7 separate regions of the Mus musculus genome follow, and all the other regions are linked to region 6. Evidence: chromatin contacts called from public HiChIP or PLAC-seq and promoter capture Hi-C data. All regions are on one chromosome and are shown on one strand. Each heading gives the region's core, a stretch centred on a gene start, on an enhancer-like site or on the middle of the called end of the contact. The rest is flanking DNA. Distances are from core to core; before and after follow the strand shown.

What was found. Promoter capture Hi-C pulls out the DNA fragments that hold promoters and counts their contacts. HiChIP or PLAC-seq counts read pairs in DNA pulled down with a chosen protein or histone mark.
Region 1: a promoter capture Hi-C map of liver shows a contact between it and region 6, with 4 times the contacts expected there. The contact joins the promoter of Emsy here to the promoter of Rps3 in region 6. A contact is called at or near these places in 3 of 39 promoter capture datasets (liver and pre-B cells), 3 of 484 Hi-C or Micro-C datasets (CD4 T cells, liver and neutrophils), 2 of 115 datasets of contacts at active chromatin or transcription factors (bone marrow-derived macrophages and large pre-B cells) and 1 of 9 other capture datasets (adipose tissue).
Region 2: a contact with region 6 is called in a promoter capture Hi-C map of liver, with 3 times the contacts expected there. The contact joins the enhancer-like site here to the promoter of Rps3 in region 6. A contact is called at or near these places in 4 of 39 promoter capture datasets (hippocampal neurons, liver and pre-B cells), 2 of 484 Hi-C or Micro-C datasets (double positive thymocytes and neutrophils) and 2 of 9 other capture datasets (adipose tissue and macrophages).
Region 3: a promoter capture Hi-C map of liver shows a contact between it and region 6, with 4 times the contacts expected there. The contact joins the promoter of Pgm2l1 here to the promoter of Rps3 in region 6. A contact is called at or near these places in 4 of 39 promoter capture datasets (hippocampal neurons, liver and pre-B cells), 1 of 484 Hi-C or Micro-C datasets (embryonic stem cells), 1 of 115 datasets of contacts at active chromatin or transcription factors (astrocytes) and 1 of 9 other capture datasets (liver).
Region 4: a promoter capture Hi-C map of liver shows a contact between it and region 6, with 5 times the contacts expected there. The contact joins the promoter of Lipt2 here to the promoter of Rps3 in region 6. A contact is called at or near these places in 5 of 39 promoter capture datasets (the C10 cell line, hippocampal neurons, liver and 2 more) and 1 of 9 other capture datasets (macrophages).
Region 5: an H3K4me3 HiChIP or PLAC-seq map of embryonic stem cells shows a contact between it and region 6, with 9 read pairs. The contact joins the promoter of Wnt11 here to the promoter of Rps3 in region 6. A contact is called at or near these places in 1 of 39 promoter capture datasets (liver) and 2 of 115 datasets of contacts at active chromatin or transcription factors (embryonic midbrain and embryonic stem cells).
Region 7: a contact with region 6 is called in a promoter capture Hi-C map of liver. The contact joins the promoter of Thap12 here to the promoter of Rps3 in region 6. A contact is called at or near these places in 6 of 39 promoter capture datasets (the C10 cell line, erythroid cells, liver and 2 more), 2 of 484 Hi-C or Micro-C datasets (CD8 T cells and liver), 4 of 115 datasets of contacts at active chromatin or transcription factors (bone marrow-derived macrophages, embryonic stem cells, large pre-B cells and 1 more) and 2 of 9 other capture datasets (adipose tissue and liver).

The regions. Positions count from the first base shown.
Region 1 is chr7:98,654,554-98,657,937 of GRCm38.p6, forward strand. Emsy (EMSY, BRCA2-interacting transcriptional repressor) reads right to left here and starts at 2,016. Exons shown (of 20, transcript NM_172280.2): 1 at 1,921-2,016; 2 at 191-299. The coding sequence starts at 260.
Region 2 is chr7:100,354,846-100,357,845 of GRCm38.p6, forward strand. Ppme1 (protein phosphatase methylesterase 1) reads right to left here. Exons shown (of 14, transcript NM_028292.2): 2 at 423-516. Among named protein-coding and RNA genes, the nearest start is that of Ppme1, 16 kb to the right of the region's middle. Within about 2 kb of position 1,651, at least 15 of the 459 cell types and tissues checked have an H3K27ac peak or open chromatin away from gene starts, as enhancers often do. A contact at or near this core is called in liver, where this site is marked.
Region 3 is chr7:100,225,925-100,228,940 of GRCm38.p6, forward strand. Pgm2l1 (phosphoglucomutase 2-like 1) reads left to right here and starts at 1,683. Exons shown (of 14, transcript NM_027629.3): 1 at 1,683-2,110. The coding sequence starts at 2,000. It overlaps Gm34877 (a long non-coding RNA gene), which reads right to left and starts at 1,481. Exons shown (of 3, transcript XR_869834.3): 1 at 1,206-1,481.
Region 4 is chr7:100,157,903-100,160,972 of GRCm38.p6, forward strand. Lipt2 (lipoyl(octanoyl) transferase 2 (putative)) reads left to right here and starts at 1,375. Exons shown (of 2, transcript NM_026010.2): 1 at 1,375-1,845; 2 at 2,272-3,029. The coding sequence starts at 1,380. The coding sequence ends at 2,501. Gm51452 (a long non-coding RNA gene) reads right to left here and starts at 2,274. Exons shown (of 2, transcript XR_003946658.1): 1 at 2,193-2,274; 2 at 1-229.
Region 5 is chr7:98,837,416-98,840,567 of GRCm38.p6, forward strand. Wnt11 (wingless-type MMTV integration site family, member 11) reads left to right here and starts at 1,430. Exons shown (of 5, transcript NM_009519.2): 1 at 1,430-1,775. The coding sequence starts at 1,693.
Region 6 is chr7:99,482,426-99,485,347 of GRCm38.p6, forward strand. It overlaps Rps3 (ribosomal protein S3), which reads right to left and starts at 1,284. Exons shown (of 7, transcript NM_012052.2): 1 at 1,167-1,284; 2 at 145-275. The coding sequence starts at 1,196. It overlaps Snord15a (small nucleolar RNA, C/D box 15A), which reads right to left and starts at 507; the gene lies at 360-507.
Region 7 is chr7:98,701,676-98,704,592 of GRCm38.p6, forward strand. Thap12 (THAP domain containing 12) reads left to right here and starts at 1,572. Exons shown (of 5, transcript NM_028410.2): 1 at 1,572-1,803. The coding sequence starts at 1,715. Gm15506 (predicted gene 15506) reads right to left here and starts at 1,253. Exons shown (of 1, transcript NR_144495.1): 1 at 1-1,253. It also overlaps the pseudogene LOC108167485.

The DNA of each region.
Region 1 (3,384 bases), core at 766-3,265, 830 kb before region 6:
CATGACCAAGCAGAAAAAGAAAAGGTCACAGAGAAATATAAAATATCAAAAATAAAACGGGCAGGCACGGCCAAGCACACCTGTGGTCCCATCACACGGGAAGCTGAGGAAGGAGACCGACATGATTCTGAAGACAGCCTGGGCTATGGAGTGAGAACCCGGCTTAGAACAAAAACAACAAAAAGCATACCCAATTTTCGAAGAATCCGTTTGCATTCATCCCTGCTGAGATCCAAAAGGGTTGGCCACACAACAGGCATTGCTGCTTCTGTCTGGTAGCCCCAAAGAGCTTGTCCTCCCTATCAGAGGAAAAACAAATCACATTACCAATGTATACGCAAGGATATAGAAAGCCTTCGACTGGCTACAAACTAAGATTGAAAAGATAACTCATACCATTTTCATCTCCACACTCCAGCTCCTGACAAAGGAAAAAAAACACCATTTGAGAGCACAATGACCCAGCTCATACTAACAGGGGAAAGAACAGGTTTTAAAGTCAAACACTTCTTGGTTCCAGTTCCAGCTTTACAACATAATTAGTTGTTTCATCCTTGTGAATTGGCCTCTCTGAACCCAATTTGTATGCCTTTATTTTAAAAAAAAAAAAAAAAAAAGTAATCCCAAGTTTGTTTCAAGTATTATTTAGAAAACAGGGCAAGCCAAGTTCTGTCATAGTGGCTGGCATATGACTTGCCAAACAGACTCTACCACCTGTGCAACCTTGGACAAGTGATTTGACCTCTGCCAGTTTCCTTAATAATAAGTTAGGAGATAAAATAAGCAAACGGTGGAGCATGTCATTTGGATAAATGAAACTCAATAACTCTTTTCTCAAGTTTTGGCAGTAAAAAAAGAGTCATTTCGACCAGTTACCAAAAGTTTAAAAGCCTAGAATTTCGCACTGTGAATTCCTTGGTCAAACAAAACTACACTACAGGTTGAGAACTCAGTAGATCTTCCTTAACATCTGTTAAACTGATAAATGGATGGTCAGCAGCAGAGTAGAATGAATGAATGAGCCAGCCTAAGAGTCAAACACTAAACCGATATGACTCTTCAACTGCGTTCCAGGCTCTGGGTTGCTAACTCCAACTCTTGGCCTCAAGTGGAGCCCCCTTCCCCCTACTTCCCATAGTCCTCTGAGCTCAGAACCAACTCTGAGCGAGCCAAACTGGATGGCGCGCCCCAGCTGGCAGGATGACATAAAGAAAGGGGGTGGAGAGGAGGAAGGGGCAGAGCCAAAGGAATCCGCTCGCTCCCCAAGCCAGTCCCCGCCTCCCGGTAGAATCTCGGAGGCGGCCGGCGACCGCCCGAATCGGGTACCACGTCACGGCATCCCAAAGCATCCCCTCCAGGGAAACGCACGGCGGGGCCGCACAGCAAAGGAAAGCCGGGCAGCAGAAGCCGGAGCGTGCTCCCGGCACCGGGGTCGCACCGACTCCGTCCCCCGCTCAAGTGTCAGCAGGCAGCCCGCCCCGCCCCCTCTCTAAACACGCACTCGCTCACAGCACCACAACAAGAGCAGCCCGCCCGGCTCCTCGCCCGCGCGGCTCCGAGCGGGTTCCAATGTCAAGCCCGCGCCCCCGCGGCCAGCAGCCAGTCTTGGGAACCCTGGCCAGCGTCCGCGCCTCGCGCACTCCTCAGCGGAGACGACAACGGAGAAAAAGCGGGGGCACGGACAGACAGTCAGACAACCCGGAGTCGCCTCGGGGCTCCTAGACCTCGACCTCCGGCGTCCCATCACCAGGCATGCCGGAGTCGCCCTCAGTCCACTTGAGGGAGCCCCGCGATCCCGTTAGGAAACAACGGAGGATGGGGCTGACCGACCCAAGCCGGGCTCCCCGTGCCTGGCCAAGCGCTCCCCTACCCTGGATAGCCTGCCAGCTTTTCCCAGGACCCTGCCTGAGAGACACCCACCTGCCCGGCCTTTCGGGGCTCATCTAAAAGGCTCCTCCGCCAAGACTAGGGGACACCAGGAATTAGGTTTGTTTGCGGTGCCTCAGAAGGGGCAAGATGGCGACAGATACCAGAGCGCAGGCGCAGGCGCGCGCGGCTCGCCGGGAGGTGTAGTTCGCCTTTCCCGCCTTTTGAGAAACGAGCACTCAAAAGCCTCCATTCTTCCTGTCCCTTTTCCTCTGCCTTTTGAAAGGAAAGGGCGGACAACGCGGGTCCTAGTGGGAGTTGTAGTCCGAGTCCAACCTCGCTCCTCTTTCTCTTGCTGCTTGCTGGTCACATGCGCAAGGAAGTCTGGGAGTGTAGTTCCTTTCGGCTTCTACATTACCCTCCAGTCTCCAGCTTCGCGCGCCTATCCTCCGGTCTTTCCCAGCCAATCAGCTGCTCTTTCGGCTGTACGTGTGGCGTCACACGTAGCGGTCAAGATGGCGTCTGTAATTGGAGCTGAGCTTCGACCTTTTCACTCTAGCGAGGGTTGGGATGAAAAGAACACAGCTTGGTCCCTGATGCCCAGTTGAGGATTAAGATCTGGTTCCGTAGACGCTTGGGAGTAGTCATCAGCGTCTTCCAGCCACCCAAACGACAACTCAAGAAAGGTTATCCACTACGGAGAGAGAAGACCTCACAGTGGCCCGTACACCTTTCTCGGTGTTAGGAGTTGCAAGTGGAGGAAAGGAATCCGAGCGGTCTCAGCTTGGAGTTACGCCATGTACGAAGTAGGAGAGGTAGTGATATCTCGTGCAAAATCTGACAAAGGGAAGAAGGGACTTACTTGAGGCACTACGACATGGTAGGTTCACCATCAGCCTTTGTTCTTAACCACACAATGTTGTGGAGGCCTTGTGCCCCTATTTTACAGATCGATAGGGACCCAATATATTGTTTCTCTGATCCAAGAACTCAAAGTTAATTTCTAGTATTATAAATCCCATCGAATTTTGTTGTGTCCTCCCTCTAAATAAAGAACTCTGGTAGCATCGGATGCAATGAAAGTGCAAATCTTGAGGAATTGTTAGTGTGCATCCTTCTGTTAGCAGATTCCCGTGAAAACTAGGGTAACCACTGGGAGGACATCTAGCTCAATGGCAGATTGCTTGTCAAGTATGTGCAAGACCTGGAGACCTGAATCGGATTCCTAGCACTAAGGGATGTTAGGATGGACACACGAGAAAAACTACCCTGTGGGAATATTAAGATACACAACGTGAATGAAAGTTCTTTTCCTAGTTCATTATGAATTACATTTATAATCTCAGCACTGTAGAAGTGGAAGAAGATGAGGAATGCAGGGTCAGACTGGACTGCAAGAGACACCGAGACCAAAACAAGAAAAAAGAAGAAGTTTTTAAGTAAATTGTGAACCACTGCATATGAGTCTACTCCTGCTCCTGAATGGAGCTGTAGGTTAGTCAGAAATAAAAAGGACCA
Region 2 (3,000 bases), core at 401-2,900, 870 kb after region 6:
TAACAATACTTATTTTTTAAAAAAGACAAACAGGTTATAACAACTTATATGAAAACTGCAGACTTCCAAAGAAACTTTAGATGTTTCTGAGATATCAACACTGTTTTGAAGCCTGCTTGTCAGTATATGCCTTCTTTTCAATGAAAAATAAATATTTCCTTTTCCCTGAAGAGGACTCAGAACTTGGTTTCTAGAAACTAAGTCACTTGACTTTGTTGGACTCAGAGTATTACTTTCAGGAATTTAATCCCAATCCTTTCCCATGTGTCAGAGAACTGCAGCCAAGATAGATTCTGCCAAAGGCTTGAAGGTCACATTCCAGACCATGTAAGGGACTGGTGGGGACAAGGAGAATGTTCAGGAGCTCCCCACGTCTGACTTAGTCCCCGTCCTTATGCTGTGAAGCCTCTTTGAGAGGATATATCCTTGCCAGTTTCATTCTCCACTTCCACATCTTCCATTGACTCAAAGTACTGACTCCATGGGACAGGGGTAAAGTCCCGCTTCCGTCCAGGGCTAAGGAGAGGAAGGAAAGAAGGTAAAATCTTGGTCAATAGATAACTGTAAATCTGAAATGAAAATAGCAAGAGTGCTTTCTCATAAAGACACAAAGAGTTCACAAAGCACAATATACAGTATTAAAATAGGTCCAAAGAGATTTAAGAGTAAACATTAAGATTTTATACAATTGACAGGCATGATAGTGCATGCCTTTAATTCCAAAACTTTGGAGGAAAAGGCAGATGGATCTCTGAGTTCAAGGCCAGCCTGCTGTTCAGAGGTGTACAGTTCCAGGACAGCCAGGGCTATATAGCAAGATCTTATCTCAAAAAACCAAACCAAACAAAATTTATACAATGAAGTAATTAATGTATTTTCATTATGGATAAATTCTGATTATCTATACACATTAGTTTACTCTTTTTTTTTTTTTTTTGGTTTTTCGAGACAGGGTTTCTCGGTGTAGGCTTGGCTGTCCTGGCACTCACTTTGTAGACCAGGCTGGCCTCGAACTCAAGAAATCCACCTGCCTCTGCCTCCCAAGTGCTGGGATTAAAGGCGTGCGCCACCACTGCCCGTCCTTAGTTTACTCTTATTGTAATTATCCTTAGTCAATATTATTTTTTCACATCAATCTCAAACTTTTTCGTGTTCCTTTTCATTTCCTAATCAGCCAAAGCCTGTGTTCTCAGAAGGCAGTCATGATAGCAGTGTCTGGAGCTTTCAGGAATGCATCTGAAGAACTGTTTGCACAGCAGTGAAAATACTTTTATAACAACCTTGATTGGCAATGGACTTAAGAAGAAAGAATTGACCTTTGAAAAGGTAATCAACAAAACTCAGGGGTGTTAACAATATGAGGAATATCAGACAGAATTGGAATCAATTCTAAAGGTGAGTTAAGTCTTACTTTAAAATAAGAACCACTTTGATAGGTCAGTGCATACAAAATCATTTTATGTCAAAATGAAATTCACCTTAAGCCCAACAAAATGGATATACAGTTTCTATTTCCTACTCTGCCTTTGGCAGAGAGGAACAAAGCAAATCTGGCTTCTGCCTAACTCACGGAGCCTTCACTGTGATCGCAGACCAGGCTTAGAATCTAACAAGGGTTGTGGACACTGCGGTTTTCGAGCATATGCACACACACTCTGGACCACACATGCAGGTCCAATACAGCTCCGCTTAGAAACCCATTTGCAACTGAATTAAGAACACCTGAACTTTGACCCCAAACAATTATTTCTAGAGGAAAGAGAAAAAGAAAATCACAAGGCAATATATTTTTAAAAAATAGTTGTTAAACCACCAGTAATTTTCTACCTAATAAGTTTATTTTTATAACCCAATTCTGTGTTTTTTGTGTGACTTTAAACACAGTATTTAATTTCTACAAACCGAGCCTCTCCATGTCTGACGGGGCTGCACTGTCAATTTTATCCAGGCTGGCATGAAGATTAAAGTAGCCCTCTCACTACTCATTACTCTCAGACTAGCTTGCTCTATGTTTTCTAAAAATATTTTAGTTCTATATTTTAGTTCACCTAACTTGGCACTACTGTGAGAACACTGAGAGCAAGAACATTCCCCATGTATTAACAGAACCTGACACATCAATAATTAACATCTGTTGACACTACGAAATGAGCCAATGTAAATACAGCACTTAGCTTGGTATCTCAGTATATATCCATCATTACTACTATTAAATGGCTTGGAGGCTAATAAACACAATCCCCCTTACTTGAACCTAGTAAGGTTTCCAGTAAAAGAAAATGCAACACTATACAACTCTAGTAATGAAGCCTATAGTACACAAGTAAGGAGTAGGACCAACTCAGTCCACAAACCAACAAGATCTGGTTCAAACAGGAATAATGGTAATTCGGGGTGGGGAGCACAGAACAATCTTCCCACAGATGCTGGGGTTACTGAACATCTATAAGCTATTTTAGAAATCAGTATGGAGAACACTAAAAAAGATAAAAATAAATCTACCGTATAACCCAGCTATGAATCATTGGCATATGCTAAGGACCAAACATCGTCATTGCTGTTCTATTCATAATAGCTAGGAAATGGAAGCTTTGCCCTTTAACTGACAAATGGATACTGAAAATGTGTGTGTGTGTGTGTGTGTGTGTGTGTGTGTGTGTGCACGTACATACATATACATAGTGGAATACTATTCAGCCATAAAGAAAAAATGAAATAATGTAAATAATGAAATTTGCAGGTAAGTGGATGGAACTAAAAAATATATAGAATGAGGTAACCAACACTCAGAAAGAGAAATGTGGTATGTTCTTTCTCATCTGAGGCTCTTAGCTCTAACTCTTCAGATGTGGGTATGCCACATAGAACAGCAATAGAAACCAGGGAAGTAAAAAGAAGCCATGGGAGGACACACTAGAGATAGCAAGACAGAAATGATTTGAAGGAAGAAAAGGAGAGAATGAGGAGGGGGTAATAAAATAACAGTAAGGATGTCTAAAA
Region 3 (3,016 bases), core at 433-2,932, 740 kb after region 6:
TCACTCACTAATGGATTTGAAATGCCCTCTCCTTTTTTCTCAGTTGGCTTATTTCCTGTTCTTGAAATCCCAGTGCAGGTCCTCCTGCTTGATGGTTTCATTTCCACTATTTGCAGCAAGCTCTTCATCGTGGACTAAACATTCTTGCACATATCCTATCTCTCCAGATTTTATTTCTGGGGATTTTGGTTGTGACCCTAGCTTTAACAGCTGAAGCATCACTCCAGCCCTAGATTTTACTTCTTGAAGGGAATTGTTTATATTCTTCTAATATCAGCTCCTAGCATAATTCTTGTTTTGTTGATTTTTAAGGCAAACACTGCAACCCCTTACAATGACATATATTATTTTTCAGAATCTCTCAATACAATTATTTTATGCTAGTAGTTTGGATTTTATTAGAACAAATGATGTCTTTAAAAAATAAAAGGAATACTTTGGATTTATTATGTCTTTTATCTTTGAGCCTCAAAACACTCTAAAACTATTTCTTCAATTACTGTACTGTCATGCTATAAATATTATATAATCCTTACAAGAGCAAAAGGCTGATGAGGAAGAGTTTTAATATACTTGGTCAAGTCACACCAAGAAGGTATTTGGCACAGTGTGGTGGTGCACACCTGGAATTCCAGCACTCAAGAGTTCAATTTCAGCCTGGCGTATATTATGTTCAAGGCTAGCCAAAGCCATAGAGGAGACCCTGTCTCAAAAACAGAGAAAGCAGAGTGGTCCATATACAAGACTTCAGTATTTCTCTGGCCTCAAGTAATGAGACCTGAAAGGCGCACATTTATAGAAGAAAGAAAGTGAAGGTGTTCATTTCTTTTTTCCTCTGTATTCCTACTTGTTCATGAATTTTATGATGTTTGTACATTCTTAAAATAGGGTTAAATGCTGACCCATCATCTGACAACCTTCTTATCTATTTTCCAGACATTATATTCTCTCTACCTCTATTCCGCGGCTACAACTGAACAAAAACAACTGCCAGCTGAGGTAACATAACAGACTGAAACCCGCATTCATTTCTCAGGAACGCTACTGCTCAGAAAATTCGGTTTGCCTTTCAGTTCCTTCTGTGTAAAGTGGGAAAGGAATATACATACAACCTACCACACAGGATGAATGAAATGACAAAAAACGACTCGTAAACTTTCAAGTACAAATAGATACCGTTGTTCCTTACGTCATTCCTTTTTTACCTTAAAGCAGGAGACCACCACTGCACAACATAAGTAAGAAGCGTCAGGGAACAGGTGGTGCTTTTTCTCTCCGAGGGAAGGGAAAGGCAACGGGTGTACAGAACTCGGGGAACCGGGGAAAACTACAACTCCCGTGAGGCGTCACGCGCGCCACTTTGGGCTCCCAAGCGAGACCAAGCCCTGAGGCGAAGAGGGTGGGGCCTGCGCGCGCCGGGGACTCTCCTAGTGAGTGCAGAGGCGGGCTGCTTGAGACGACGGGGACACCAGGTGGAGGCGCACGTGCGAGTGCGGGGCGGGTGATAAGGGAAAGACAGCTGAGGAACGGCATTAAAAAAACAAAGCCAGCTGTGCACTGTCGCCTCAGCGGACAGCAAACGCTGCAGCGGAGGTGCGGGGCGCGCGCTCCCGGGCTCGCGCCTCATGCCTCGGGCACTCGGACGGGCCGGGGCGGGCGGGGGCGGCGCGGGCGGCGCGGGGGCGGGGCCTAAGGCGGCGCGGGCGAAGGCGGCGACCCAGACATCTGGGACTGTTGTTGTTCTCTCGCCTCACGCCCGCCTCAGTCAGTTCGAGCTGAGATCCGGAGCTAGTCTGCTGGGAGGCGGCTGTCCTGTCTCCGCCCTCTCTCCGGGTTCGCTGGAGCTGCGGCAGGAGCTGGCGCGGACTGAACAGCTCGCGGTTGGTCTCCGATGCCCTTCGTCAAGGAGGGGGTTTCTGGACCCTGGTGAGCGCACCTAGAGCCCCCCTGACTCAGTGTCTTCGCCCGCCCCTCGGGCCCGCAAACCCGTGTGTCTACCATGGCTGAGAACGCAGATGATGACCTGAACTCTAACCTGCTCCACGCCCCCTACCTCACTGGGGACCCCCAGCTAGACACGGCCATCGGGCAGTGGCTGCGTTGGGACAAGGTGGGTACCTGGTCACCCCGGCATCTGTCCCCTCTTTCTGCTCACCCTCGCACAGTCCACCCTTTCCGGTACCCACCCAGGGCTCTGGAGGCTCCAGGGGAGATGGCTCCAGCCAGCGCAGGGCTAGTGGAGTTGGGCGATGCCTCTCACCTATGCAGGGGCTGCTTTCCCCGGCGGGCTGGGCTGGGCAGGGACGACTGCAGTCTCTTTCTTTTGTGGTAGGCTACACCGCAGTCCCGCTTCCTCCCTTGCTGCCCCTTCCCTTCCAGTGAGTATCATCTCTCATGGTCAAAATACTTCGTCCTCATTCTCATCGTTGTAAGTTATCCTCTGTGTACTATGCATCCATCACCTTTCCTCTTTCTCCTTTGACTTCCTTCTCTGCAGAACCAGAAAGTGGCTTCTGGTTCTTGAACGTTACTAACCACTCACTATGTTGCTCTGCTGTGTTTCCACCCTCTGTCACTAGGTAATCGCTGGCTAGGTATTCGCTAGTCTATTTCACTCTTATTTTCTGGTATCACCTTTTGCTATTAAATGTGACAAGGGTTCTCCTCTTATTTCATTCCTCTGCCGGCAGTTATTTATTGGAAGTATCCTGTTCAAAAAATTGTCATGGACATCTAGAATAGTCTAGTTGTACTGATAGAATTTGCACCATTCTCAAATCTTAAAAGGCAGATTCTGATCAGATATTTAGGAATTGCTTAGGAATTTCAGAATTGCTGATGCCATCGTTTCTTCTCTCTCCCTCCCCTTGTGCAGGTATATAGGGTGGGTTGGTGAAAGCTAGAATTAAAATGCATCCTTTTCACTTGTAAACGAGGCTCTTGGAGGCTTTTTCAGAGGGTGGGATGATAATCCCAGTGTTTGTTTTCTCAAGTGCATATGATACAGCTGCTAAAA
Region 4 (3,070 bases), core at 125-2,624, 680 kb after region 6:
CACTCTGGTTGGTATTCTGTTCTTCCTCTTTCTGCTTCCTGGCCCACCCACACTCAGTGTTACTGGAGCTATTAACAGTCAAAGTCCATCCCAGCACGTAGGAGGCAGAGGCAGGAGGATCTTCTGTGATGGAGGAGGGAGGGGAGAACCTGCATGGCAGAGGTGGAGGGGTTCAGAGAGTGAGAAAGTCCACAGTGCAACGATGTAGGCTCAGGCTTTAGGCCGATATCTGAAAAGGAAATAAAGAAAAGGGGAAAAAATTAGTGGTCAGTGCAGATCTGAGATTATGTCCCAGGTTAGAATACCACACCAGAGACACACAGTGTGGTTAGAAACAGGGGCTGGTTATTAAAAAAAGAAAAACACTCCCAAGAATGGGCGTGAGCTAGTGGGCTAAGTAAAAGCCTTGGGGACTGAGGGCTCAGGACCCTTTATAAGACTTTGATAAGACATCTACCTCTCCAAATTGTAGTTCTGGGGACTTTTCTGGCACATTCTCTGTTGTATAAAGCTCAGGTCAGGAAGGGTTTCTGGGCCAATTAATCACAATTAATCTTGATATTCTGGCTTCCCGTCCCCTGTCCTTCCCTCGGCTTCTGGGACTGGGTTGTATGATGACTCAAGCTGGAGCTCCCTTCAGAGATCAGGGCTTCATAATGGAAGCAACTCCTACAAAGGTAACGGTGCCTTCCCAGGAGTAGCTTGTTTTTGTGACCCATCTATGTAGGATGTCCCATTTGCTTTAATCTAGAATAATTCTAATGGGTCAGGCCAGACTCGGAGCATTCCTGGGGGATAGCTAAGGAAAGAATCTAATGCAACTATTTCTCTGCTCAACTACAGCTTCTGCCTAATCCTGTTTCTTTCAAGTCTTATATATCTTGAAGTACCTGCTACGTCCCACACCGATCCACAATAAACCTCTTTGCACACTAGTCTCCCTTTCAGTTTTCGAGGAACTCAACATATTACTGAATTCTGTTTTTCTTTCCATCATTGAGGAAAATACGTAATAAATAAATTAATTAAATTAAAAAAAAGAATTTACATGGTGAAACAGAAAGACAATTTCTGAATATTGTCAAAAAAAAAAACTTTAATATTAGCTTGTCAGCTGTGAACACCTAAGCTTCCAGGGTTGGATCTTCGTTTCTCAAATACTCTACACTGCACGGTCCAAGTTCCTGCAGAACACAGAACATACTAAAAAATGATTATTGGAATGAATGGGTGGTTAAGACCAATCCTGCCTGGACTTCGGGTCACACAGGTAGGCGGGAACTGAAGCTCCACTCGGGCTGAAGCTCAGGGGCGTGGCCCAGAGTCCCCGCCCCGAGACCCGCCAGAAGGCGTGGCCCACGCACGCCGCCTCCCGCGCGATGTCGCTGCCTGTGGTCCGGCTCGTTTGGCTTGGTCGGGTGCACTACTCGGAGCTGCTGGCGTTGCAGGAGCATTGGCTACGGCGGCTACAGGCAGACCCTCGCCCTGGGACCCTGTCGGGGACCAAAGCGGGTGTGCTCTTGGTCTGCGAGCCAGCGGGGCCCGTATACACGGGCGGGCTACGCGGTGGCCTGACACCCGAGGAGACTACGCGGCTGAGGGCCTTGGGCGCCGAGGTGCGCGCCACCGGCCGCGGCGGCCTGGCCACTTTCCACGGCCCGGGCCAGTTGCTCTGCCACCCGGTGCTTGACTTGCGGCTCCTAGGCCTGCGCCTGCGCACCCACGTGGCGGCGCTGGAGGCGTGCGCCGTGCGACTGTGCGAACTTCGGGGCCTGCAGGGCGCCCGCGCGCGGCCGCCGCCCTACACTGGCGTCTGGCTGGGGGAGCGCAAGATCTGCGCGATCGGTGAGCGCGCCGGGGCGGGACCGGGGCGGAGCCTGGGCAGGGCTAACATCGGGGAGCGCTGGGCTGGACATGAACTCTGGGCATGAGCCACTGACCTCCCTCATGGAGCTGAGACAAAAGAGTCCTCTAGTTCAGTATGAATTGCCAGGTTTCTTCCTGTGACTCATAACGGGAGACAGGATGCCAAAATTTAAAACTTCCAATGCAAACGCAATTCTTGTGTTAAACGAATCTCGAAAATAAGGGCAGCTGATGTGTAACCACAGCCCCCACCGCCATTGACTTAGCCCCCAGATCCAGTCAGTGTTCCATCCAAGTTTCAAGGGATTGTGCCCAGGCCTCCTTACCTTTCAGCCCCAGAGGGATCCTGAGGCTCCCAAAGAAGGGAAGTATAACTATGCTAAGATATTTTGGCTTGTCTTGCAGGAGTCCGCTGTGGAAGACACATCACGTCCCACGGCTTGGCTCTGAACTGTTCAACCGACCTCACATGGTTTGAGCACATTGTGCCTTGTGGACTGGTTGGAACTGGAGTCACTTCCCTGAGTGAGGCGCTTCAAAGACTTGTCACTGTGGATGAAGTAATGCCATCATTCCTTGTGGCATTCAAGGAGACTTTCAAGTGCACGTTAATCTCTGAGGACAGCCCCAGCTGAAGGACATTCATTCACCTTATCCTTGGGATGATGGTTCTACAATAGAAAGCTTCTAGTCTGACTGAGTCCCCAGAACTACTCTGATTCACTGACCATGACAGGCCCTGAGCAATTGCTAGTCTGACTGAGTCCCCAGAACTACTCTGATTCACTGACCATGACAGGCCCTGAGCAATTGCTCCCTGTATCTCCTCACCTACCTCAGACGACATTATGAAAATACTATGAAAAGTCACAGGCTACCTAAAGCATCCCCATGACCATTAACACCTGTTAATGGAGACACTCCAGTGTTATTATCAACTGCCATTTCCTAATTACTTGCTACTTTTTCAGTGCTAACAGCAATTGTATCAGTTGTATCTAACAGCAGTTTTGACTCTTAGGTTTTTTGAGTTCTGTGGGAACCAAATCTCTGTGAGGCCCAGGGAAGTGATAAAGTTACTCTTCTCAGGAGACCTGGGTCTTTCTTCAGTAAAGGAGAAAGCCTCTTCAAAAAAATAAAATAAAATAGTTTTGCCTTTCTGGGTTGAATGTCTCAAGTTTGATAATTTACCTATTTTTGCTTG
Region 5 (3,152 bases), core at 180-2,679, 640 kb before region 6:
ACCAAAAATCCCGTTGAGACCCCAGCTTGGAGTCGTGTTTGTGCCAAGCATTTCAGACTTGGGGGACTCTGTGAAGGGGGGGGGGTAATTCAAGGTTTTCTGCTTGAATTCCTCTGGATTCTGCCAGAAGGCCCCAGAAAACTATGACGTTTCAAACGTGTGTGTGTGTGTGTGTGTGTGTGTGTGTGTGTGTTCAAGCCTGTACATTTGAAACACACAGGCGTGCATAGGCTACACAGGTATGTATAATAATAGCGGATACAGAGAGAAGATCAGACGAAGATCAGAAAGCTGGAGTCCAGGTCTTTGCTTTTTAATAAAAGGGAAAACTTAGGCTGGGGTGGTTGAGGAATTGCCCAAACTCACAGAGCCAGATGAGAACCGCTCTTCCCTGTTCCAGAGACCCCCCCCCCCCCAAGTCTGGCACCTCCTTCCTCAGACTCTGTAGACCCTTTTGGAAGGAATCCCTTTGTCCTTGCTGCTCCAGAGAGGAGAGGGGCTGTGTATGACTCGGGGCGAATGCCAGGTGTTGGTAAATTTGGGAGAAGCCTGGAAGGGAGTTAATGAGGTGAGAATGATGAGAAGGGAGTCAAGCCTCAGAAAGCAGCTCCGCAGGCTGCAAGCGGGCGGGGTGGCGGCTCCTCCGCGGCCCTAGCTCGCCGCCTGGCGGTCCCAGAATCAACCTCTTGCAGGCCTGGAGCTTCCCTGCTCTGCTAGGGAGCTTTGGCGCTGCCTCGTCCGGACCGAGGCACTGAAGTGGCAAGTCTGAAGTAGCTCTTCAGGCGCTGGAGATGCCTCAGTGTGTAAAGAGCACCCACCTCCACCCCATTTTTGCAGTTTCCCCTTCCCTTACTGGAAAGTAGGTGCCCAGAAATAGCACCGTCTTCTGTGTTCTCCCTGCCCTTAGCTTACCCGGCACAGGTAGACAAAATAGCTCAACAGCCCAGCACCAGACGGGTGCTCACTAACTGAACAGCCTAACAACTAACTGAACAGATGTTTCCACATCTCTGGGCCTCGGTTTCCTCATCTGAGATGGATGGAGTGACAATACCCATCACAGGTCTGAGAGGAGTAAAGATGGCTGGCTACACTGGGAGACTGTTCTCTGTAAAAGGAGAATTCTGCTCAGATCACCCCATTCGCAGATGAATAAACTGTAGACTCATTAAAGCTGCAATAACTAATAATCGATATCGTGGATTAGTATAGGAGCCTAAATCATATTCCGGATCAGTTCCTCTCCTTGCGGTCGCTACGTCAGTTGGTTTTCGCGCTGCTGCTGGTGGTGGGGTCTCCTCCTTGCGGTCCTCTCCAGACTCTCTGCTGGGTCTCCCGAGAACCTCCTATCTGCTTCACCCTGTCCTTCCTGGGCCGCTCAACCCTGATCTGCCCTGGGCGACACGCCCTCGGCCGCGCTAGGGTCTCACCTAATCCGAGCCTGACGCCGGCGGGTCTCGGGCGGTTCGGGGAGAGAGCGGACTCCTTCCTCGCTCAGCCTCCCCGGCCCGACCCCTCCTTTGTAATTTGAATAAAACGCCTCCCAGCCCGCGCGCCGCCTTAACCCGCCGCCCTGTTCTCCGTGATTGCAGGCGGCGTGCGCGCAGGAACAGCAGCGGTGGCCTGCAGGCGGCGGAGTTCGGTGCGGCTCCTGCAGGGTGCGACCCCCGGGAGCGCCGGGCGCGCGCGACGATGAGGGCGCGGCCGCAGGTCTGCGAGGCTCTGCTCTTTGCCTTGGCGCTCCACACCGGCGTGTGCTATGGCATCAAGTGGCTGTAAGTAGGACTCCGTTTTCACTCCAATGGGCCATTGGGCGAGAAGCTGGAGAGGTTGGGTGAGCCCACCAAAATCTGCGAGGCTAAGTTGGCTTGGGCGTCGTGGGCGAGCCGTTCTTAGCTCGGCGACTTCTTCTGTGATATGCTGTTCTTACCCTCCGCGGGCTTGCGAAGTGGGTGAGCGGATTTTCTCATCCAGGCCAGGGTTGCTCAAAGGCCAGTGAGGGACTAGGGAAACATCCTCTCCAAGTGGCACAACTCAGAGAGAGTCTGCTCAGTTCAGGACACAGGGTCCAGTTCGGGATCATGGCCTGTCAGCCTCCAGGAGGTCTGCTAAGAGAGTTTTGACCCCTTCCACCTGGGGACCTTGGGGGAAGTGTCACCTTCTGGGGCCTCCGAGTACTCGGTCTGTCAGAAGGATAGTTAGTACCGGCTCCTTGGGATCTGATTGGAGACTCCCTAAAGAGCTGCTGAAGGTCCGAAGCTAAGGGATGTCCTGGAAGGATAAATGGTCGCTGGGGGCAATTTTCCTGGTTTCCTCGTGCAGTGCTAGTTCCTCCTGTGGTGGCTGCCGTAGGCAGTGTGAAAGGAGTGGGATATGGGGAAAGGCAGCCCCTTCCTGAAGGATCTGTCCCTGGGCTGGGAGAGATAAGCCCGGGCTGTAAATAACTTTCCAGGGGTTGTAAGAGTGGAGGCTCCGGGGCTCGGAGGAGGGCAGCCTGGTTGGGTCACCCATGAGGGTTACAGAGATTTTCTAGAGGCTGCCACTTTTGGCTGCACAAGTGAGGAGTTTGGCAGGTAGGAGATATGGAGGACACTCTCAGAGTACAGTGCCCGGAGTGGGAGAGTCAAGAACAGGAATGTGTCTGCCTTGCTCAGGTCATGGTTAGGGAGCCTGCAGATCAAACAAGGGATTGATAGATTATGGGCACTGAAGAGGGTCGGTCCAGGAATTCGCTTTGAAGAAGGAATTACTGCAACACACTGAACCTCTGGAAAACTGGAGGTTCCTGGTCCAGCCTTTTCTGGTGCTGAGTTCTTGATTAAATAATTCGGGAGGGAAATCCCATCTTCTTGTACTTCTGGTTTACAAGAAAGGGGGTCTGTCCTGGGCCAGGCTCCTTCGAACCTCCTCCTGCTGCTGTCAGGCACTCTTGCTTATTGGGCTGGGCACAAGTCAGTGAGAGAAGCCCCTTCAGCCATTGCTTTACAGACCAGGGGATGAGGTGAAGAGAAGGAAGGGGTTGCTGAGAGCTACAGGGGCCTTCATGGCCTAGCACCAAGCTTGGGTGACTTGTTTTGTTTATAGAGTCCTGGGGACACAACTCTCATCTCTCTTTATCTGCCCTACAAAGGGCGTCCTGAGGTTCTAAGGAT
Region 6 (2,922 bases), core at 34-2,533:
AAATGGAAGGTAAGTTCTTCCCAAATGCAGTTCTAACAAAGCAGTTACACCCACTGAGGCCAGATTTACTGCTTGGTTGGCCCAAGTTTACACAGCATCTCAGTACACACAGTATTTACAGGTGACAATCAATGGTATTTCTACCTGGTGGCTAAAATAATGATTTCTGTCCTGGTTGGTGTAACTCGGACTTCAACTCCAGAGTAGCCATCTTCAGCCAGCTCCCGAGTGAGAAATTCATTCAGCTCAGCTTTGAAGATGCCATCAGCTACAAACTGAACCAAAGGAAACAAGTTACCTCTGAGGTGAAGACAGGGTTAGTCAGAGCAAGCCCAATGGCCCTACAGAAAAGCAGCAACCCTTCTCAGACAAATGCCTCTTGGTCATCTTTAGGAAGTTTCTTTTGACCACAGTGCTTTCAGCTGTGCCACAGAACGCAGCATAGTGAGGCATCTTGGACAAAGACAACACTTCCTACTCAGACTCGTCATCACCTCTTCATCGAAGGGCTCTACGGCATAATCTACACCCAAGAGACAAAGAAAAATCTGTCTCCAAGTAGCACATGTACAGCTGGGACTGTAAGTTGTACCTCGGATAGGAGAGGAATCCTGACTCAAAACAGGTTTATCATCTGTGTGCATAAGCACAAACGACAGACCATCTATTTCTAAACCTGGCAACCTGCACACTTTTCCCCCATGAAATGATAACCACAGGGACGCTGCAGCTCCGGGTCCCGAGTGAACACGGCAGCAGTCAGTAAGTAGGCTTTCAACTATGGCCACTTGCAGGATCACGCGACTAAGAGAAGGGACTGCTAAACTTCACTTACTAAAGAAACTGGACTAGATCTGATGGCACACGCCCTCTAACTGTGCCACAGGATTACTATTATGGAGACCAAGAAACGCTCAAAGGTGTCTAGTCCGGAACTGGAGGCGCCCGGTGTTCGAGTCGGTCCAGAACTCGAGGAGTTTGTCCCTCCCTTGCCCAGGCACACAGCACTCGCCCGGCTCCGGCCCAATACACAATCTACGGCCATCCGAGGCTCGAAGAGACGGCAGGCGGCCCCAGACGCTCCACAGGACTGATCACGGAGCCACAGGCCTCCCTGGCACTTGTAGAACCCGCGGCGGACTCCCGAACCGGGCCCAGACGCTTACCTTCCTCTTCTTGGAAATCTGCACCGCCATCTTGCAGCCGCGCGCCGCTGAAAGGAAAGGAAGTGGCTCGCGGGCGGAAGTAGGTATATAGGGCGGGAGCAATGACGCCGCGCAGCGCGGCGACCCTTGCAAGTGTTCATGGGAAATGAAGTTTTGCATGGGAAATGAAGTTTTGCGTCTAAAACGGCGTAGGGGGGGTGTAACCTAGCAACCTGTAATGTAGGCGGAACAGGAAGTAGACATCTAGTTCCGGTCTGAAAGTGCTCTGTACTCAGCAAGCTTGGGGTTCCAGCACTAACGAAGTAGAGGGTCACAAGTTTAAGGTCATCATTGACTACATAGCGAATTCGAGGCCAGCTTGGCCTTTATGAGTTTCTGACTCAAAAGTAAAAACGTAAATAAATAAAAAATTTGAAAAGAGCAACCTTCAGACTAGAGGTGCAAACCACAGGCATAAGCACACACTAACAGATTTTACCACCTTCACGTTCACGCTAATGAAAACTTTCATTGAAATGTATTTAGAGGACCAGCTGGATGGCTCAGTAAGTTACAGAGTGAGTGGGACAGTAGAAAACCATGGCTGCGTATACATATATGCAAGCATAAAACACATGCGTGCGCACATGCACACAGATTTAATATTATTACAAAGGTAAACCCTGATCCATGAGATGGGCTTATTTGTAGGATTTCTGGTAGTGAGCACCTCCACTAGAACCTGTGGGAAAAAAAAATTTTATTTTTTGGTTGTTTTGTTTTGTTTTGTTTTTCCGAGACAGGAACTTTTTTGACTCGCAGCAGGGTGGAATACCAGCAGCAGGGGCTTGTCAAAATAATAAAGCACCAGGGCTTCGGGGACAGACTGTTGAATAGTATAAATCTAGGCCATAGGACCTTCCCTTCACACAGACCCTGATGTCCACACAAGCAAAAGTTCATTGCCCAGAGGCAGAACCTGCTGATATAACTTGTACTGCAGTGTGTGGCTCACTTCACACTGGAAACACGGGAGTCTGTTTCACCCTGTATTAATCCCACGGAACAAAAGTAAAAACTATTACTTAAACTCTTTTAGACAAATTAAGCAAGTTTTATTTTCTATCAGACAGGGCTATCTCCCTAAAGTGGAGTTTTAAAGAATAGCATCAAACATAGAAGTGGAATTTATATAACTCAAAATTTCTAAGACTAGGTGGTTTCCAAGGGAAGAGAGATTTCCAGGGGAATGTTGGCTACACAGGAACTTGGCAGAACATCTTATCAGGGTGGAAGTCAGGGTATAATGGAGTATGGAACATGTCAAATTCCAGAAAATGGGTTGACGACAGGATCAAACCCAAGTGTTACAGAAAACAGGAATGAACTTATTTTGACCTTGTAACAAGATGGCTTCTAATCATGGGACAGAGTCAGACTGGTCTGTCACCTGATGAAGCTGTTTCTCCATTTCTAGTGCACCACAGCCATGGCTGCCTTCTTATAACTATCTCCTTGTATCTGAAGACCTGTGCCAGCTACCCTGATGGCCGTGCTCAGAAAATTCAATGATGCCTCTCACACTAAAATCATGACTCAGGGCTGGAGAGATGGCTCAGTGGTTAGAAACACTGGCTTGCCTACCAGAAGACCCATGTTCAACTCCCAGTCCTACATGGCAGCTTACAACTGTGACTCCAGTTTCAGGTGCTCTGATACCCTTACACAGATATGCATGCAAGCAAAACACCAGCACGCATGAAATAAAAGTAAATAC
Region 7 (2,917 bases), core at 322-2,821, 780 kb before region 6:
AGCGTACTCATATACATAAAATAAATAAATAAAATCTTTTAAAAAAAAGTTCAAAGTCTCTTCTGAGATTCATCCAATCACTTTATTGTAATCCCAATAGCAAGACAGGAAACCAGCTGGGCAAACTCCAAACGCTGCATCTCCATGTCTGATACCGTAGCAGTCGTCAGATCTCCTACTCTCTGAGCATGCTCCCTGCAGAAGGTGGCTGGCAGGGGCCCGACTTCTGGGATTCTACACAGGCAGAGCCATTTCCTCATCAGCACTCTGCTGCAGCTAACTCCACATCTCAGAACTTGTCCTCTTTTCCCTCACCTATAAACTAGCGTTCTTAATTTCCTTTGAATGACCAGATGGACACTCAAATTTCCCCAAGTTCAGGCTGATCCTTCAAAATACTTGCTATAGCTTTGACAGACGTTTTTCTCGTGTTCAGGTTTCCTTTCAGAATGAATCTAATGGTTTCTTTCTCTAAATGTAATTTCTTCAGCCATCCTTCTCACTGTTAACTGCTTGTTCACACAAAGTCCGTGACCTTTTGGATATTTGCATCCGTTCTGTGGGTGACTGGACGACTACTTCATGGATCATCTCAGACATTTTCCCACCCTTCTTTAAACCTTTTGTGCCAGTCAAATACTCAAGCCCTCGACACCACTTCACCCCCATACGCTTCTTTCAAAAGTGGTGGGTCTTACTTGCAGACGTGTTCGATTTTACGCAAAATTTGATACTTTGTTCTAAATAGCGGCCACTCATTTTGAAACAAAACCATACAGGAACGTTATCAGGCCAGGACTGTGAGAAGCCTGAGGTAAAAATCTCTAGGGTGCTGCTGGCCTAATCATTGCACTATTCCTGCCTCTCTGGAAACCACCAAGGAAGTTACTGCTTTTCTGAGCTTTTACCCTAGCGTCTAGTCAAGGTGTGCGGCTAGCAATCTAGCACTAATTCGGTCACAGAGTAACCGGAAGGCAAAACGGGTTAAAAATTAAATCCTCTACAACTCATGTTTGCGTTCAACCCGCGAGTTGTTTCAAAGCAATCGCAAGGGTCATCCCGAATCTGTTGCCTTTAAGAGTCTACGGTGACTCACGCAATGGACGCATGAACCGTGACAACTTTTACACAAGCCGGGCAGACGCAGCCGTGAAGTAACGTTCTAGCTTGCCCTGGATCTGCAGGAACCCGCACACAGCAAACCTACCCGAATAACCCGGGGTTGCGCTCGCCAGTCCCGGGGAGACTACAGCGCATGCGCAATTCCTTCCTTGCGCGGGTTGGGTTGTGCGCATGTGCATTGAGACTACGCAGCTGGCCCGACCCTCTCGAGTGCGCATGCCCGCCCGCAGGGACGGTCGCCTGCGAAGAGGGCGGGGGCGGATAGCTGAGGGAAGAGAGGGCACCCTCCAGCGCCAGGGTGCATTGTGGGAAGGAGGCGGTAGCGTCCCGGGCGGGCTGGAGGTGCAGCAGCGGCGGCGGCGGCGGTAAATCCTCCCGGCCGCACACAGCACTGTGGAGCCGCGGCCCCAGCCCAGCCTCGGCCCGCGCGCCCCTCCTGCCCCTCGCGGCTTCGCGCGCCAGCCCCTCCTCCGCGCGCGGCCTTGCGGAGCCGGCCGGCCGGCCCAGCTCCCCTCCCCGGCCCCGCGGGGCGGCCGCGCTGCCCTGACGAGGCGGGGAGGGGAGGGCTGGACCGGCCGGCGGCCGGACGACCATGCCGAACTTCTGCGCTGCCCCCAACTGCACACGGAAGAGCACGCAGTCTGACCTGGCCTTCTTCAGGTTCCCGCGGGACCCGGCCAGGTGAGTGGGGCGCGGAAGCTTCAGGGACTTGCGCGCACGTGCGCTCGCGGGCACCCGGCCCAGTGGGTGCCACCCGGGGGCGCGAAGGCGGATGAAGTGGGCGCTTAGCGCCTTTGGTGGTCCGACGCGGTTCCTTAGCTGTCAAAGAAGTAACCCTTCTCCAGGGCTGTGTTCCCAGGGGCCCTGCCTTCCCCCGCGTCACTGGTCTCTTCTAGGACAGTGTTTCTGTTTGGAGGCGAGCCGCTTTCTTTGATCTTAAATCAGGTCACAACTGCCTCCTTCGGACTTGTCAACCCAGTGTTCAAATGCCGACCGTTACTCATTGTCTCCCTTGGTTGTTGGGACCACAGAGGACAAGTGTGAGGGCGTGGGAATATGGTATTGCAACTTCACTTTTCCTTGGGGTAGTTTATAATCTGGGACGTAGTCTGAGAATCATAGGGACTTAGTGTGATAGACTGCAGGTAGTTCTCAGAGCTCTCCTGTTGGCTCATTCGTTTAAAAATCAGTGCTTAACCATGTTTGAAGTACTCATGTCAGGTGCTGGAGACTCGAGTGAATTTTGTCACGGACGGCAGAAAGCACCTAATCCACAGAGAGAGAGAGCAGATCTATCAACGAGCGCTGAATATAGCATGATATTAATTGAGCAAATATTTATTGAAAGCCGACAGTTGGTAGAAATTGGTCAGAGTATGAGAGTGGGTAACATGAACCAATGAAAATCCCTCTTCTCAGAGGTTACATTCAAGTCTTGGGAAATTGGCAAGTAAAATATTTATAATACCGTGTCCAATAATGAAAAATATCCTGAAGAAAAATACAGCAGGGGTTGGAAGGGCTTTTAGCTAGGGAACAGGTGGAAAGATAGCTCAATGCTGAAGAGCACTTATACTCGCAGAAGGCCTGGGTTCTATACCCACATTAGGTGACTTCAGTTCCAGGGGATTACACAACCTCTTCTGGCCTTCCTGTGTACCAGGTATGCTCAAAGTGCAAAACGCTCGTGCATATACCAGAGCAGATTAAAGAAAAAAGCATAGCCAGGGAGCTGAGCAGTGGACATTGTCTGTTATCCCAGCGCTGAGGAGGCAGGGAGAATTGAGATTTGAAG